Regions from separate parts of the Sus scrofa genome. Here all the other regions are linked to region 1. The links are chromatin contacts, called in public HiChIP or PLAC-seq and promoter capture Hi-C maps. All regions are on one chromosome and are shown on one strand. The core of a region is the stretch at or near the end of the contact, and the rest is flanking DNA. Distances in the headings are between cores, read along the strand shown. Region 1 holds the start of THAP9 (DNA transposase THAP9). Region 2 holds the start of ABRAXAS1 (BRCA1-A complex subunit Abraxas). Region 3 holds the start of COQ2 (4-hydroxybenzoate polyprenyltransferase, mitochondrial). Region 4 holds the start of HNRNPDL (heterogeneous nuclear ribonucleoprotein D-like). Region 5 holds the start of MRPS18C (28S ribosomal protein S18c, mitochondrial). Region 6 holds the start of LOC110255270.

What was found. Promoter capture Hi-C pulls out the DNA fragments that hold promoters and counts their contacts. HiChIP or PLAC-seq counts read pairs in DNA pulled down with a chosen protein or histone mark.
Region 2: an H3K27ac HiChIP or PLAC-seq map of alveolar macrophages shows a contact between it and region 1. The contact joins the promoter of ABRAXAS1 here to the promoter of THAP9 in region 1. A contact is called at or near these places in 1 of 47 Hi-C or Micro-C datasets (skeletal muscle) and 1 of 2 datasets of contacts at active chromatin or transcription factors (alveolar macrophages).
Region 3: a contact with region 1 is called in an H3K27ac HiChIP or PLAC-seq map of skeletal muscle, with 9 times the contacts expected there. The contact joins the promoter of COQ2 here to the promoter of THAP9 in region 1. A contact is called at or near these places in 12 of 47 Hi-C or Micro-C datasets (alveolar macrophages, brain, epiblast stem cells and 8 more) and 2 of 2 datasets of contacts at active chromatin or transcription factors (alveolar macrophages and skeletal muscle).
Region 4: a contact with region 1 is called in a promoter capture Hi-C map of liver, with 4 times the contacts expected there. The contact joins the promoter of HNRNPDL here to the promoter of THAP9 in region 1. A contact is called at or near these places in 2 of 5 promoter capture datasets (fetal liver and liver), 8 of 47 Hi-C or Micro-C datasets (alveolar macrophages, blood, embryonic fibroblasts and 3 more) and 1 of 2 datasets of contacts at active chromatin or transcription factors (skeletal muscle).
Region 5: a promoter capture Hi-C map of fetal liver shows a contact between it and region 1, with 3 times the contacts expected there. The contact joins the promoter of MRPS18C here to the promoter of THAP9 in region 1. A contact is called at or near these places in 3 of 5 promoter capture datasets (fetal liver, fetal skeletal muscle and liver), 6 of 47 Hi-C or Micro-C datasets (blood, heart right ventricle, liver and 3 more) and 2 of 2 datasets of contacts at active chromatin or transcription factors (alveolar macrophages and skeletal muscle).
Region 6: a contact with region 1 is called in a promoter capture Hi-C map of fetal skeletal muscle, with 4 times the contacts expected there. The contact joins the promoter of LOC110255270 here to the promoter of THAP9 in region 1. A contact is called at or near these places in 3 of 5 promoter capture datasets (fetal liver, fetal skeletal muscle and liver), 3 of 47 Hi-C or Micro-C datasets (alveolar macrophages, heart right ventricle and skeletal muscle) and 2 of 2 datasets of contacts at active chromatin or transcription factors (alveolar macrophages and skeletal muscle).

Annotation. Positions count from the first base shown.
Region 1 is chr8:135,419,354-135,422,091 of Sscrofa11.1, reverse strand. THAP9 (DNA transposase THAP9) reads left to right here and starts at 1,359. Exons shown (of 5, transcript XR_002346893.1): 1 at 1,359-1,549. LOC100737511 (a long non-coding RNA gene) reads right to left here and starts at 1,251. Exons shown (of 5, transcript XR_002346894.1): 1 at 1,050-1,251; 2 at 1-912.
Region 2 is chr8:135,000,884-135,003,583 of Sscrofa11.1, reverse strand. ABRAXAS1 (BRCA1-A complex subunit Abraxas) reads right to left here and starts at 1,287. Exons shown (of 8, transcript XM_005656571.3): 1 at 1,163-1,287. The coding sequence starts at 1,249. GPAT3 (glycerol-3-phosphate acyltransferase 3) reads left to right here and starts at 1,444. Exons shown (of 13, transcript XM_003129347.5): 1 at 1,444-1,743.
Region 3 is chr8:135,129,183-135,131,882 of Sscrofa11.1, reverse strand. It overlaps COQ2 (4-hydroxybenzoate polyprenyltransferase, mitochondrial), which reads right to left and starts at 1,397. Exons shown (of 7, transcript XM_003129357.5): 1 at 1,127-1,397. The coding sequence starts at 1,379. It overlaps LOC102167078 (a long non-coding RNA gene), which reads left to right and starts at 1,445. Exons shown (of 8, transcript XR_001304089.2): 1 at 1,445-1,574.
Region 4 is chr8:135,801,199-135,803,898 of Sscrofa11.1, reverse strand. It overlaps HNRNPDL (heterogeneous nuclear ribonucleoprotein D-like), which reads right to left and starts at 1,369. Exons shown (of 9, transcript XR_002346906.1): 1 at 137-1,369. ENOPH1 (enolase-phosphatase 1) reads left to right here and starts at 1,566. Exons shown (of 6, transcript NM_001243830.1): 1 at 1,566-1,826. The coding sequence starts at 1,743.
Region 5 is chr8:135,025,340-135,028,093 of Sscrofa11.1, reverse strand. MRPS18C (28S ribosomal protein S18c, mitochondrial) reads left to right here and starts at 1,375. Exons shown (of 7, transcript XM_003129356.5): 1 at 1,375-1,692; 2 at 1,987-2,150. The coding sequence starts at 2,051. It overlaps HELQ (helicase POLQ-like), which reads right to left and starts at 1,976. Exons shown (of 17, transcript XM_013989417.2): 1 at 1,443-1,976; 2 at 1-369. The coding sequence starts at 1,625.
Region 6 is chr8:135,843,210-135,845,909 of Sscrofa11.1, reverse strand. It overlaps LOC110255270, which reads left to right and starts at 1,345. Exons shown (of 2, transcript XM_021101889.1): 1 at 1,345-2,559. The coding sequence starts at 1,369. The coding sequence ends at 1,950. HNRNPD (heterogeneous nuclear ribonucleoprotein D0) reads right to left here and starts at 1,418. Exons shown (of 7, transcript XM_021101885.1): 1 at 834-1,418. The coding sequence starts at 1,066.

The DNA.
Region 1 (2,738 bases), core at 110-2,609:
GTACAATGCAGATGTGACTCAGATCTAGGTTGCTGTGGCTGGGGGGTAGGCCAGCAGCTACAACTCTCATTCAACCCCTGGCCTAACTTCCATATGCTGCAGGTTTGGCCCTAAATAAAAGTTTCTAACAGTCTAAACAACTGACGGTGTTTTAAATCCAGGTCCTACCCTTAGCACAGCCCGCAGCTAAGTAAACCCCATGGACCAATTTCCCCCAAATTCATGGACTATCTTAGGCTTTGTAACTTTTAACGAAAATACATGAGCAAAAATTACGTTAACTGCGTTCAAGTAAGATATAAGCGTATGATAAAGGAAAGCAATTGTAAGTAATACCTTGAGATGAATCTTTCTGGCTAGACTCTGGATAAAGCAAACAAAAAAGGGAAAAAGAACAATCTTGCTTGGAAGTGCTAGACTCATTCTTGCCAGCTAGAGACAGAAATGAACAAATTACAAACATTTCTGTTCTCTATGATGGGCCTGCAACGTTAGGCAGGAACGATACCACTTAATATGCTAAGGACCTCTTTAAAGATGCAAAAGAGAAACTAGGCCCTACTTGGCCCCACTTTTCTTCTATGAGACCTGAAACCTCATACCGTATACACGAAGAGCTTAACAAAGACGTCCTTCTATGCATGATCGTCTCACTCCTGAAAGCCATCCACATCCCAACCAAAACCATTTCATTGCCCCTGTCGGTAAGGCTACTGACGGGTCCCCACTAGACAGTGCGTTTCCCCGAGAGCCCCCTTCTTACCTCCTTAATTCCCCCACTGGGGCACAAGCTTTTGCAGAAAAGGGTTCGTTGAATTAAAAGTCGACTTATCTTCATGTGAGATTCTCATCCAAGCTCCTCCGAGGACACACACCTACGGTCAACCACACCATTGTCTCCGCATCAAGGAACTACAAAATAAAATGCAAAGAAATGCCATGCCTCTCAGCAAATAATTCACTTGGGGTCCAATTTTGTCTTCTACATTGCTAGGGCGCCGCGTTTATCCCCCTCCATCACACCCTCCAGCCACTTTCAGAGCTCGCACCCGGAGACACACTGGTACGCCTATGGATTCGCTTCAACTTTGGTGCTGCCTCTCCCCTTCGCATGCTCCCTCTGGGCCTCACAAGAAGCGCGATGGCAATGGATTTAGTCAGCGCGGATGAAAAGGAACCCATGGCGGTTGCTTCCACTAACCACCCTCGACCAGCGAGGGAGGGGCGGCCCAATGGCGTCGTAATCGTTCTGGTCTTTCTGATTGGCTGCTGGGGCAAAACGTGGCCTGTGATTGGCCACGGCGGCAGGCGCAGCGCCCCCCGAAAAGAAGGGTGGGAGTCTTGCGCCTTAAGATCCCGCCTTTCCAATAAATAAAGGTCGTAGGCGCCCAGTCAGCGGGCGGAGCTAACTTTGTAGCGTTTCATGCCGTCGAAGGAGCACCGACCGTGGAGCGCCACCTAACAAGAAGATGACCCGAAGTTGCTCGGCAGTGGGCTGCAGCACCCGGGACACCGTGCTGAGCCGCGAGCGGGGCCTCTCCTTCCACCAGTGCGTGAGAGCGGCCGCCGCGCTAACTCCCAGCACGGCCGGCTGGCTGCAGGCCGGGGGCGGGGCCGGGCGGGGCGTCCCCCGCGACGTGGCGCGACGTGCGTAGCGTGGGACTGGGCGGAGGGACTGGGCAACCTTGAGAGCGAAGGCCGTTCTTCACCTTGGTGCTCGGTGCCTTTGGCGGCTTTGCATTCTCACGGCTTACCGCTGCCCGACAGCGTTTAGCACGAGTTAAAGGAGTCTTGCTTCCTGTCGGCGTCTTACTGCAGGGGAAGGGAATGCAGTTTAGAAGTGCCGTTGAAGGCGTGAGCTTTCATCGATTAGAGTGTGGGGCTCGCCCGGGCGATGTGTGCAGATCAGTTTTGTTAGTGAACTGAACTCGAGTTCGCTCCCCCACCGCGCTGCAAAGCCAGTTTACTGACCAGGTTGTGGTTCGGCGTTAGTTGCACAGTGCCAAGCAAGGAGAACCGGGGTCCATGCTCAAAAGACCTAAATTCCTCGATGGGCTTGTAGAGTTTTGAAAAGCAGTCTTGGGGTAAAGGCTGCGGAGTGCATGAATTTATTCGGATTGAGTGGGAGTGAGGTAACAGGGTGGTGTTTGGAGAATGTCAATCATCAGGCTTCTGGTTCCAATAAATTGGGTCCAAGTGCTTGTGGTCAGCGACTAGTCACTATCTTCCAGCTGGGCAGGGGTTAGTTTTTGCAGAACAACTTAAAGATAGCCATCAGGCTATTACGTACAGCCCTTGAGGAGGATCTTGGACTCTGTCTTATCATGGAACTATCGTTCGTGCTCTCTGGCTTAACTGCCCCCCCCCCCCCGCATTCCCTCACTTCCTTAGTTAGAATTTGCCTGTGTCTGCTTTTTGGAGATCAGGGAAGGCCTAGGAGACTAAAGGGTTTTTTTAAAATTTAATTTGATTTTTTACTTTTCTTTAGAACAAGATAGTAGTGGGAGGGGGCTGGGGGAGGTCGTTGTGAAGCAAGACGGCCTATGGAGGGGCTTTTGTGCCCGGCGGGGCCCGCAGGGGACTCTTGATTTCGGATTTTCACTGCCTATCATTGGTAGTTGTTCAGTATCCTTAGGCTGCACTCTGCAAGCCTAGTCGCACTCAGGATGTATCTTATCATGGCAAGGATGTTTCCTTTGGCTCAAAAGTGGGTGTTGTTTTCAGGCCCGTCTAATCTG
Region 2 (2,700 bases), core at 38-2,537, 420 kb after region 1:
GCAGACCAGCGAGGATCCCGTGTTGTTGTGACTGTGGCGTAGGCCAGGAGCTACAGATCCGTTTTGACCCTAGCGTGGGAGCCTCCAAACGTCAAGGGTGCAGCCCTAAAAAAAAAAAGAAAAAAAAAAAGATAGAAAAATGTAAAAACAAAAGCTTTAAAAAATAAGCACTGTGGTTTTTTTGTTTTGTTTTGTTTTTGTCTTTTTGATATTTCTTGGGCCGCTCCCGCGGCATATGGAGGTTCCCAGGCTAGGGGTCTAATCGGAGCCGTAGCCACCGGCCTACGCCAGAGCCACAGCAATGCGGGGTCCCAGCCGCGTCTGCAACCTACACCACAGCTCATGGCAACGCCGCATCCTTAACCCACTGAGCAAGGGCAGAGATCAAACCCGCAACCTCATGGTTCCTAGTCGGATTCGTTAACCACCGCGCCACGACGGGAACTCCCAGCACTGTGTTTTTAAAAAGTCCTTCACTACTTCATCCAGAGGTTTTGAACGGGCAAAAGGAATAAGCATTTAAATACCTAATATGTGAAGACAAACTTAAATACTTAAATTTTAACGGAAAGCATCTCACAAGGAACTAGCTGAGGCCTCACAATATAACACATTTGCTATCAATGCCAACAAAAGTCAAAGATACCCTCTAAGCACGTTAATCTTTTTCATCTAAGACTTCTCCCCAAATAGCCACTGGATGCACCGCTTCTCATTCCCTTACCCGCCGACCCTTTCAACAAACGTGCACAGTAGCTGTTCTGCAGGAAAAAAACAAGAGTGGTGGGAAAACCCCTGGGGGTCTTAGGAGAGCGTTAACCCGCACCCTTCCCGGCGGGGCACAGGACCCCCGCGACCTCTCTCTTCCTCCTCCACCGAGTGAGTCCCGACAAGGCGAGCTGCGGCAGGAGAGCAAGGGGGCGTGCGGGACGCTGCGGTCGGGCGCGGAAATGAACGCCGGCGACCAGAGGAAGGGTCAGAGGGCGGGCGGCAGCTCCGGGGCCGCCCAGGGGCTGAGAGGGCGGCTCGGGGGGCAGAGGGCCGGCCCGTCGCCGTCGTCGGGGAGCCCGCGGGCGGGACCCGGGCCAAGGCGGCCACGAGGGGCCCGCGCGCAGGGCCTCTTCCGAGGCGACTGCAGCTCCCGCCCCGCCGCTCGGCTCACCGTGTCCGAGTCGGTGTTGAGGTGCTGGAAGGCGAGAGCGCCGAGCACAAAACCAGAGAGCACCGCCGACGTGCTCTCCCCCTCCATGTTGCCGCCGCCGCCGCCGCGCTGCTCAAGGGGGCGGGGCGGAGGCGGGGCCTGAAGAGCGGGGGCCGCGGCCGCGCGACAATGGGGCGGGGCCAGCCGAGGGGGCGGGGCCTGCGCCCGCGCACTGGCGAGGGCGCGGGCGAGGCGGCGCGGGCGCCCTCTGGTGGGTGAGGCGCTGCGCAGCGCTGCGACGAGCCTTCAGGCGTCGGGGCGTCTCCGCCCAGGGCGACGGCCAGCGCTTCGGCGGTTCGCTGCCCCCTGAGGGAGCCTGTCATATATACAAAACGGAAAAAGGGAACAGTGCTGGCAGCATAGAAGCGTTGTTTAGTGACATAATATCACGGTGGAAATGCCACTTTGTGGTTTTCCAAGTGCCAGATGCTCCCCTTCACCCGTAGAAACTTCTGGAATACTAACGACGGCCTCGGAGGACGGCGCTTCCGGAGCCTCCCGTGATGTCCACCCCGCCGAGCGCAGGCGGGGAGCGCGTTTCTGTGAGTGTTTTCCTGCTTTTAGAGAATTGACTCACGGACTTGTTGACGGAAGAACACGCAGATGGTTAACCTCGTTCTGACGGTTTAATGTTGGGTGTAAAGACTGTTCCCGCTCCCAGGGTGAAAGCGTGGAGGGAGTGGGGGACCGAGGCTTGGCCATTTCCCACACACGATTCTAAAGTACGGATGTTATTTTGTTTTTATTTGCTTTTTAGGGCCTCGCGCACGCGTACGGAAGTCCCCAGGCTCCGGGTTGAATCCGAGCTGCAGCTGCCGGCCGACGCCACAGCCACAGCGGTGAGGGTCCTTAACCCACCGGGCAGGGCCGCTCGGCTGCTAGGCAGGTTCGTCGCTGCTGAGCCATAGCAGGAGCTCCCAAACCTGTGGTTTGCTTTTTTTTTTTTTTTGTCTTTTTGCCTTTTCTAGGGCCGCTCCTGCGGCATATGGAGGTTCCCAGGCTAGGGGTCAGATAGGAGCTGTAGCCGCCGGCCTACACCACGGCCACAGCAACTCGGGATGGAGCTGCATCTGCGACCTACCCCACAGCTCACCGCAACGCTGGATCCTTAACCCACTGAGCAAGGCCAGGGGTTGAACCTGCAACCTCATGTTCCTAGTCGGATTCGTTAACCGCTGCACCAGGATGGGAACTCCCCAAACCTGTGGTTTTTAAACGAAAGTCAGCAAACTATCAGACTAACCCGAACTGCTGCTGAATTGGATTAATATCAGACCACTAAAGTGAATTAATAGTGCATACTTCTGAGTTTTGTTGTGCAGCAGCCATATTTGACTAACACGTTGAAGACATACGTATAGTGTTAAAAATTATGTATTTATTCCCAAAAAGTGTTTCTTGCTGTCATTTCTGCAAAAATTCTATTAATATGAAAAGATTGTCATGTAATTTGTATTTTGCAGATAGTAATGATCTAGAGTTCCCTGACGGCTCAGTGA
Region 3 (2,700 bases), core at 148-2,647, 290 kb after region 1:
TAAATGCCATCATCCAGATCACCTGGAGTTCAGCCTCTACCCTCCCTACCAACTGTCTGTCCATCCTTCTTCAGTCCAGCTCTTATCTGGCCTTGACTCCCACTATATCCTCTGCCCACCTGCGGTTCCACATCAGCTTGTATCCTTAGCGTTCCAACACTCCACCCTTGGGTCTTGGCAAAAATATTTCCCTCACCAATTAAGAGCTCTTTCCTTCTCTACAAAATCTACTTGTCCTGAGGTGCACATTCTACTTGATTTTTTTTTTCCAGCAATGGAGAATCACAATAATTACTCTTTTCCCTGCTGCATCTCTTATCTGTATCACTTATATTTGATCCCATACTTTCCCACCTCACCCAATACTTTGTCTTTTTTAACTAGACCGGGGGTTCTTTGAAAATGCAGCGTTTCCATCGCTTTTTCTAAACCCAAGGCTAAGCGATGTTGAAGGAACTAATTCATTCAGTGCTACTGCCAGGCTCTGTTCTAGACACTAGTTATAAATGTACCATATAAGGGAGGCTTATTCTGTAGTGGACACATTTATCAAACAATAAATGCGTGAGGTTACTTAGTGGCCAGTGCTAAGAAGAAAAACGGGAGGGTACAAAGATAGAGGGAGGTGATATTCTACATGGGAAGATCAGGGAAACCCTCCCTTAAGAGGAGATGGTGAACTAGTAAGTAGTCCCTAAGTGCTGTACCCGCTGCATTTGAATGAATTAAATCTTCGTGGCGCAGGCAGAGTACTAAAACACTCAGCATCCAAAAAGCCCGCTCTGCCAAAAAGCCCTAGTTGCCTCAGCGTCTTTATCATCTCAAACACTTGCTCGGGAGCCTCACTGGATCCTGGGAAGAATGAACCACAACGAATGTGGAAGCGCTTCCATTCTGGAAATCCGCGCAGACGCAGGGATACGGGCACGGAATTTCCGCGCGACTCACCACGTGAACTAGGCTTTGTGATAAGCGAATTTTTTGCTTAGGACTCAGAGGGGCGTGGAAGCCGCCTGGTCGCTTGGGAGCTCGCCCCGTTCGGGTGTCTTGGGGGTAGTCGGCTTCCGGGAGTCACTCCCACTGCGGCGCCGGCAGCGCCCGGCCCGCCGCGCGCGTCCGCACTCACCTATGGGCTTGTCCAACCGCATGAGGCGCAGGTAGGGCTGCAGCGGGCGGGGCGCCGCGTTCACGACTGCCGCCGCCGACAGACTCCGCCGCCGCCCGCGCGGCTCGCGCCCGGCCGAGGGCTGCCGGCCCCACGCGTGGAGGCCGCCGGCCGCGCGCGCCAAGGCCAGCGAGCGGCCACGCCAACCCCACAGCCACGCCTGCGTCCTGGCCCGCAACGCCCGCGCGAGCCCCGCGCCGCCCGCGCCTAGCATGGCGCTCGGGAGAGCTCCGGCGCGCTGGCCTGACGTCACTCCCGCGCGTCCGCGTCCCCGCAGGCATGCGCGGTGGCGTCCGCCGGCGGGACCGTCCGTGCCTGTCCAGTCCCGGCGGCTGGGTGGCGCGAGCTTTTTGAGTAAGGTGAAGTGGAAATTATCGTGGTCACCTTGCCCTGTGAGGGGGTTCTTCAGGTAAAGAAATTCCTGTCATCAAAATGTGTAATAGAACAAAACCTCCTGCTGAACCCAGTATTCGCAGTCAGGCGTTACATTTGCAAAGCTTGAAAGAGCACGAAGAGGCCAAACCAAGAATGTAAATTAAAACCCTGCTGAGGTGAGGGTCGTTCATTATGCAAGTGAAAATCTTAAATTTGGTAATCATTTCAAAGGGGTTAGTGTAATCCAGAGGCAGCGAGTGTGTGGGATGCCAAGAGACTGCAGCGAGAACATTTGGTTTGAGCTGCATGATCATAGCCAGCTATTGGGCAGCGCGGGGTGCCAGGCACTGTTACAGGCACTGTATATGTATTGTCCCATTTAACCACTTAGTGAGTGACCGTGGTCAAGTTGCTCATTGGAATTCTTATATTCTAGGGAATGGTTTTTTTTTTTTTTTTTTTTTTTTGTATAGAGGCTTTAAGTGGCTTCCTTTGAAACCTGAACAGTGATTCTGTGATATCTTGAGTCTCCAGTGGTGGTGTTAAGGGGGTGGCCCTTAATAAATTTACAAAACTCACAATTTGTTCAATTGAAGACAGATTTCAAGACACTGGGAAATTTTATTACATAATTGTAAAGGAAAAAACACACTTCCTCCTGTGTGTGTTTACTCTCAATACTACAACACTGCTTGACTTGAGACCCCAGATGTATGTGTTTTCCACACATCAAGCAATTCTGCAATACCTGAGTGTCCTATAATTTTACATAGTTCTGGCACTATCCATCTGGAGTTTGCATCAGATTTCTGCAGGTTGCTGGCTCAGTCCTGGAAGACTGCCCCTCCCCCCAAAGTCAAAAGTCCAGGTTGTTACTTCCGCGTCTGACCTACCTCTGTTGGGGAGGAAAAAAGTTTTCCTCTGCCCTTCTAGTTTCTTCTGGCTGGTCTCAAAAATAATTGCAGACAGATTGAGAGGAGAAAGTAAAGTTTCATTACATATGTATAGGGATTCCAAATATGAGAACACTCAAAGGTAAAAATGCATTATATATGGCCTTCTGGACTAAGGAGAAGGGGGAAGGGGTTTGGGACTTCAAAGAGATAGAAGACCATTCACAGAAAGAATGAAAGGAGCAAACGTTTGGTAAACAAATGTTT
Region 4 (2,700 bases), core at 120-2,619, 380 kb before region 1:
CTCTTCCCTCCAAGCTAGTGCGGCCCAGCGGGCACGCGGGGCGTCGGCTCGGGGCAAGAATGGGAGCAGCGCGCGGCCCCCGCGGGACGAAGGGCGCGCGCGGGGCGCTGGGGGAGGGGGGAGACGCGTGCGGTACCCGTCATCCTGCTGATTTTTGCTCGCGTTGATCTTGGACCCCTCTGCGAACTCCTCTATGTTGCTGTACTCGTTCATGTCCTCCATGGCGGCGGGGTTGTCGGCCGGAGGGTGCGGGCGCGCAGTCCGAGTCGCGGCAGCGGCGGCGGCGGAGCGTTGTATGGAACTGGATTTAAAATGGCGGCGGAAGAGATCCGGGCGCCGCCTGCGCCCTCCCTTTATAGCCGCCACGCCGGCCAATCGCGAGGGCTGCTGTGCGGTGACGTGGCGCTGGGCCCGGCGCGCCCCCTGCCGGGCGGAGCTGGGAGCGAGCGAAGGGAGGAGCGGAGCGAGCTGCCGCGGCGCCCGCGGCCGCCAATGGGAGAGGCTGCGGGAGGCTAAAGTAGCGGGAGCGGAGGGGAACAATGGCGGCGGCACTTGGGAAAGCCGGGGCGGGACCTCCATCGCGGCCCTCCCGCGGAGGAGTGAGGTCGCGGCCGAGGGGAGGCGGGCTTGGGGAGAGGGATGCGTCAGAAGAGAAAAACGACGGGGCGAGAAGTCCTGGGGTCACGAATCCCGAGCAGCGCCGTCCCAGGGCCACAGTCCCTCTTGCCTTGAGAGCCTTTGTCTCTGGCGTCCGGTCCAGCCCACTCCCAGCAAAGAGCCGCCAACCCCGCCTCTTTCCGCCCTCGGATCCCCAGTGCCGAGCTGCTGCTGCGGCTGCCGCTGCTATCAATGAGCCCCGTGGGCGCGCTGCTCCGGGAAGAGGCGGACTGCGCCCGGCGCCCGCAGCCGAGGTGGCGAGCGCGCCCGCCCGTCCGCCGCGCGCACGCGTGTTGTCCTCGAGCTGCCTGGACCCAGCCGACCAGGGAGCGGGCGCGCGGCGGCCCCTCCGGGCAGCGGCGCAGGACGGGCGCCTCTCCGCTCCGCCACGGGCGCGCGGGCCGAGGGGGCGCGGCGGGCCTCCCTGGCCGATCGCAGGCCCACGCCGCTCGGCTGGCCGGGACCCAAACGGCCTCTGTTGCTGGCTGAGGATGGGAGGAGGGGCGCGGGCCCGGTCGGATTACTGTCAATACGCAAACGCGGAGGCAGTGGGCGGGGAGGGAGGGTAGGTGCCGTAGAGGGCAAGGGGCACTCACATCCCCGGCGCGCCACTCGCGGGGCTCCCGTCTGCACGTGCCCCGGGCCTCTCCCGCTCGCTCTACCAGTCTGCGGAGGGCGCGCGCCCGCGCACCCGGCTCCCGCGTTCGCCTCTTTGTTCCCGCCCACGCGAGGCCCATCTTGACGGATCGGGTGCGAGGCCCTCTAGCGGCCAATCGGCATCGGCGCCAGGGCCTCTCCCCGCCCCCTCGGGGCCCCGGAGGACCGCCCCTTTCCCTACCCACGTGGTCTCGGCCTCCGGCCCCGGATCGCTCCCGAGTTCTGGGCGCCCGTCCTGCGGGTTTCTCTGCTTCCTTGGCCGCGGAGGGGTCCTCTCCGCCTCGTGCGTCGGCAGGGCGCGGTTGCCCGCTCTGGGGTCCTTGCGGGACTGTCGGAAGCTTCGCCCGCTGCTGCCGCCGCCGCCGCCGGCGCCGCCCGCCGCCCTCCCCACCAGTAGGCCGATTCCCGTGGTATCATCCGGTAGGGAAATGGTCGTGCTTTCGGTGCCCGCCGAAGTCACTGTGATCCTGTTAGATATCGAAGGTACCACAACCCCGATTGCTTTCGTGAAGGTGAGGGGCGGAAGGGAGCGGGGAAGTTACTTGTGCTTTCAAACAATGAAGTATTTTAAAGTGTTGCAGACCTCGCCCTGGAGACCGGAGGCGTGGGAGAGACGGTGTGGCTTTGCACCCGCTCTGGGGTGGGAGGACGTAGTCTGCGGCGGGTTGCAGGGATGCTGTGCCTCACCGCCTTGTCTTAACCTTCCCGGGTCCTCGCCTTCCGCTAGAGGCAGGTGGTTGGGGAAGAGATGGAGATGGTGGTGAAGAGGGGACGGAGGAGGGCAGTGTGGCCCCCCCACAGGTGTGCGCCCAGTCGCCCGACAGGTGTGCGCCCGCCTTGTGCCGGGTTGAACCTGGCGAGGTGGTGGCCGCTGTCTAGCTGTCCTTGAGGCTTCTAGTCCCACGCTTCTAGACTGAAGTGTGACTTTTCGGGTAGCCCAGGTATCTTAAAGCAGTAATGGTTGATCTTTGCCGTTTCCCACTCCTGCTTTTAGTGGCCGAACTGCACACTGTGCGTTGCTGGATTAGGCTAGCAAACATGTCTAGATTCCGTTCATTTTCTTCAAAAATGGAAGCCTAAAGTTCTTAGCCAATACCTTCCTCCTAGAATGTCAGTGGTAACCAACCCTTGTCTACACCCAGTTCATAAACCTGTAACTTTGCTTTTTTTTTTTTTTGTCTTTTTGCCATTTCTAGGGCCGCTCCTGCGGCATATGGAGGTTCCCAGGCCTAGGGGTCGAATTGGAGCTGTAGCCGCCGGCCTACACCACAGCCACAGCAACGCGGGATCCGAGCCGCCTCTGCAACCTACACCACAGCTCATGGCAACGCCGGATCCTTAACCCGCTGAGCAAAGGCAGGGAGCGAACCCGCAACCTCATGGTTC
Region 5 (2,754 bases), core at 126-2,625, 390 kb after region 1:
CCTCTCTTTAAGAGATGGATCGCCCAAGTTATTTGAAGAGCTGTGCAAATGTTCAAAGAATAACATCTGTGAAGAAGGTACATCATACAAAAGATCAGCTTCAGGTTCAGTAGCGACATCTTCATGCCCACTCTGGTTCTTTGTGTGCTCCTCTGTTTTTACTCCAGTGAAGTCGCCTACAGTGTTACTGCTGAGGATGCTGTGTTTAATGCTTTCTGAACAAAGATCTTCAGGGGCATGATCTGTAGCATGCTCCTCTTGTTCTGGAATTTGCATATATTTTTGTTCCAGGTCATCAACTTGAGCTAAAAAAGAGTTTTCAGCAAAACTATCATAGTCACCAAACATGTCCTCTTCACTGTCAATATTCTGGAAAGAAAACAAAAGATCTGTGGTCAATTCTAGCTTCATGAATAGGTTTCCGGAGGAGTTCCCATCGTGGCTCAGTGGTTAACGAATCCGATTAGGAACCATGAGGTTGCGGTTTTGATCCCTGGCCTTGCTCAGTGGGTTAAGGATCCAGCATTGCCGTGAGCTGTGGTGTAGGTAAGCAGACTCGGCTCGGATCCCGCGTTGCTGTGGCTCTGGCATAAGCCTGTGGCTACAGCTCCGATTTGACCTCTAGCTCTGATTTGAACCTCCATATGCCGTGGGAGCGGCCAGAGAAATAGTAAAAAGACAAAGAAAAAAAAAAAAAAAAAAGGTTTCGGGAGTTCCTGATATGGCGCAGATGGGTTACCAATCCGACTGCAGCACTCTGGGTGCTGCGGAGGCATGGGTTCCATCCCCAGCCAGGACCACTGGGTTAAAGGATCTGACATTGTCACAACTGCGGCTTTGATTCAGTCCCTGGCCCAGGAACTTCCATATGCCGTGCGTGCAACCATTAAAAAAAAAAAAAGAATAAAAATTTCAGCCAAGGGCTCTCTCAGATACATCGTTACATGGTTATATATGTATCACAGACCAAAATGTAAATCATCCTCTTAAATAGAAACTATCATTCCCATTTTACAAATGAAGAAACGGGGGCGGAGAAAGGTTAAGTGGCATAAACTTGAAAGGCTAGGTTTGCATTTCAGTCATGCCACATGCATTTCAGCATGCCACACTTGCTGTGCGTACAACTTGTATGTCTTGAGGTCTATGTTTTATTTACATGTATATATAAAAAACGGGCCAACAGTGCAATACCTCACAAGTGAGATTAACATCGATAACAAAAACGAGGTGAGCACCTGAACGCTGGCAGATAATTGGGCAGCTGGCGTTTGCACCTGGGAATGGATCTGCCAATTTTTGTTTCAAGATCCACGCCCCCTGCAGCTGGTCGCCTACTCTTCCATTGAGCATGCGCACTGGGAGACCTGGTGTCTCCTCATCCCAAGGGTGGGAAATGGAACAAGAAACTCAGAGGAATTTGAGGGGTGATGGGGCTGTACCTCGACTGGCTGCACGTCCACGGTTTTCCGCCGCCGGCTCCCAGCCACCATTTCCTCCTCTTCCTTCTCATCACCGGGCTTAAGCTCGGCTGCGGTGGGGGCGGCCAAAACGCTCTCTGTGCTAAATCGGTTCCTTTTGCGGACAGACACCCGCCGGCGGATACGGGAACCGCCATCATCCATGGCAGGGGCTGAGGGCCCTCCCCGAACGTCGTCTCCAGTGACCCAGCCGCCAAACCCCAGTAGAAGGGTGAGTGCAGCAACAGGGGAAAGGTAGCAGCAGGTGGAAACGGGGCTCGCGTCTCCATCCACCTTTGGGAAAGACCACCAACCAATTATCGGGGCTCTGGAACCGGAAGCGGAGGCACAAGCATAAGAGCCCGCCCTCTCCTTGTCCAATCGTTAACGTCCCCAGCGGGCGGCGCGGAGTCCGGGTGGGAGTGGAGAACGGGAAGATGCTGCGCAGGCGCATCGAAAACTTCAGCTGCTCTTGGTTCTCCGCGTTCGCCTGCGGAACCTTTGAACCGAGTGCTCGGACCCACAGGGGAAGCACACCGGAAGGGGCTGGTCCGGCGCTTTGGAAAACGGAAGAGGAGGGGCAAGGGGCCATGGCGGCTGTGGTGTCTCTTTGCAGCCGGTTGGGGAGGAGAAAGTCGACAGACTTCGTGAATGCTGCTGTCTGCCTTACGGATCCCGGGACTCATGCAGGTAAAGTCTCCACATCCTAGGCTCCTTTGTAGACTTGCAGCCGTTGGCTTAGCCCTGCTTGGGTCGGTGGAGATGACACCGTTCGCTAATGGACGCCGGTGTCTAGGCCTTAGGTTTCTCCAAGGTAAGTGGGAATCTGTCATGGCCTGTCACTAGTTTTTTAAGACTGAAGAGGACGTCCAGTACAACAGTGATGGGGGGGTTCTCAAAAGGAGGCAGGGACATGCTTACGATCTTCGGGTAGAACTTGATAGGAAGCATCTTCACAGTAACCCCGCAGCAAATTCGATATCCGAGGTCCCAAATCAGGGCGAAATTGTGACATGGGCCCTGGAATCTACCATTTATGCACTTTAATCTACTTTGTGCTTCTCTGCCAAAACCTACTCTCTGTAAGGAGTCTGTTTTCATTTTTCCTTTGCATTAAAATCTGTCTCTACTCCATGAGAGAGAGGAAATAAATTTCAGGAAGAGAACAGGTAAGAGATTGTATGGTGGGGATACATACGCCCTTTCCCCAATGCCCCAGAAACCACACAAAGTCCACTCTGCCTCAAATCTAAAGGCTTTTTTTTTTAAACTTATATTTAACCTTGTTAGTGTA
Region 6 (2,700 bases), core at 96-2,595, 420 kb before region 1:
AGTACAACCTACGAACAGCTGGGGACTCCAAGAGCGGAGGGCGCGGAAAAGGTGCGCGGGAGAGTTCGCTCGGCGGGATGGGGGAGGGCAGCCGGCCGGCGGGAGCCGGAACGGCTCGAGCCCCGGGCAGGCCCCGCCGCCGGGCAACTTAAGGAAAGCCGGCGGAGCGGAACGGCCGCAGCCGCGGGCGCCCTCCACCAGGCCCGGGGGTCCGGCGGCCGCAGCGCAGGGGCCGCGGGGCGAGCCGCCGCGCCAGCCGGTGCGGAGGGAACGCGGAGGCCGCGGAGGAACTCGCGCCCGCGACTCAGAGGCGCTCGGCCTGAAGCCGAGAGGGAGGAGCGCCGCCGGACAGCCTACACGCTCCCCGAAGCGTGTGTTGATAAATACTCGCCGTCCCGGGAGGCCGGGGTGAGGGCAACCCCATAAGCCTGAGTCGCCCGGGCATAAAGGCTTTTGTGTCCGCCGGCGCCGTCCTGCCCGGGACTTCAGAAAACGGGGACGCGAGAAGACAGCGGCAGCGGAAAAAAGGTAACCCCTCGGCGGGCGGGAAAAAATCCCGGCGGCTCCGCCAGTGGGAGGAGACCCGAGGCGAGGGAGGGGAGGAGGGCGGGCCGGGAGCGGCATGGTGACGGCTAAAGGTGGAAACGTGTGGGATGGGGGAGGGGGCGGCCCGCGGGCAGGGGCAGGGGACGCGGGCCCGGGAGTCCGGCGCGGAGAGGGGCGCGCGGGGCGCCGAGGCTGCGCGCGGGCCGGGCGGGAACGAGGCCTAATGGCGGGGCACGGGGAGGGGGAGGGGAGCTGGGCCTGACTATCCCGGGCCGCCCCTTACTCACCCTTCGTCCTCCTCGTTCTTACTGGCGTCGATCTTCGCCCCCTCCGACTCGGCGCTGCCCCCTTCCGTGCCAGCAGCCGCGGTTCCGCCCCCGGTCCCGGCTCCGCTTCCCGCCGCCGCCGCTGCCCCCGGCGCCGCCGCCACCATGGCTCCCTCCTGCTCGCCCGCCGAGCCGCCTACCGCCGCCGTCGCCGCCGCCGCCGCCCCGTCCCCGCCGAACTGCTCCTCCGACATAGCGCTACCGCCGCCGCCGCCGCCGAGACGACACCCGCCGCCGCCGCGAGCCGAAACTAGCAGCAAAGTAATCCCCGCCGCCGCCGCGCGCCCGCTCCGCCGCGCGAGGCACACAACAAGACAGAGACGGCGCGCGCGGCTGCACAGGCTCCTGCGCCTCTCCCTGGCCTGCCCCCCTCGCCTCCCACTCTCGCGCGGCGCGCACGCCCGCTCTCGCCCGCTGCACTAAAAAAGAATAAGACACAGCGGCGGCCCCTCTCGCCTCCTCCTCGCTTTAATGGCGCCGCCGCGGACCACCTAAAATGGCCGACGGAAGAACGGCGCGTCCCGGTCACGTGACGCGCGAGCGCGCCCTTTGCACCCCCGCCCCCCCGCCAGTTTTTCCCCTTCCTCCTCGGTCCCGCCCGCGCGCCGCCTTTCATACCTTCTCCGCACGCGCCGCGCCGCTCTGCGTGGGGCCTTTAAAAGGAACCGGAAGTGGCGTCCGCCGGGAGAGCCGCGCCGAGACCATCGAGAACAAGGGGCGCTGTTTCCAAGGCGCAGCTAGAGGGGCCGCTTCCCCCGCCCTCGCCTCTCGAGGGTTCCCGGGGCGCTCACCCGCCCACCCCACCCCTGCCTGCCCGCCCGCCCGCTCCAGCAGGCGGGGCGGCGGGCAGCGGAGTGGGGGCGCCTCGCGGGCGGCGGCCGTGCCCGCGCGCCGGCGGACTCGGCGAGGGAGGAGAGGCGCCCCGCCGGCGGCCCTGGGCGCCGGGGTCCGCGGGAGGAGAGCGGCCACCCCGAGGGGGCGGCCGGGCCCACGCCGCTCCGGGGACGCCGGGCCGGCCGCGCCCGTGCACGGCCTGCGGCAGCTCCTCCGGCCACCGGAGCCGCCCGCGCCCGGGTGACATTGAGGTGCCCGCGGCTGCCGCTGCCGCGCCCCCCAGCCCCGGCGGGCGGGCTGGAGCCGCCGGCCCGAAGGGCTGCCTCCTTCGCGGCTTGTTCTCCGGGTCGGATGTGTGCCTGCCTGCCCGTCTCCTGAAGTTTTTCGTCGAAAGCAGCGGGCACCTTGCGTGTTTTAAGAAACGGGGTTGTCTTGCTCTGCTTACTCGGAGGATCCCGACACCTGCCACGTCCTTGGGGACGTGTGTGAGATCAAGCGCGCGTTCGGTTAATGTAATGGTCTTCAGTCTGTGCGTTGTGTGCATCGTCTTTACGAGGGTGCTCGGTTTGGGGCGTTGTGGGTTTGGGCGGCTTTGGTTAAACCCGCCAGGCGTCTTGTGCGGGGTAGCAGTCAAGTTCGTCTTTAACAGACCTGTTAGAAATCCCAAGTGCCTTGGCTGGAAACTGAGTTATTCGGGCTCGGGGACTGGCAGCTTCCTGCACGCACATCTAGAAGAAAATGAAGGTTTGGGGCACTTCTTTCGTCAGGAGATGATTTTGCGCCTGTTTCGTCATGTGCCCAGACACTGAGCAAACGAAGACTAGTGCGAGATACAGCAGAGGACTCTGGAGAGGTAAAATATTTGGTTTTCATTATGTAGTTAAATGCATTGATACTAACGCTACCCAAAACCTCTAGGATTAAAAATGTCTAATGTTTTATAATTACTTAAGTTAGAGACTTTGTGTTACAGAATAATTAAAACCCTAGAATG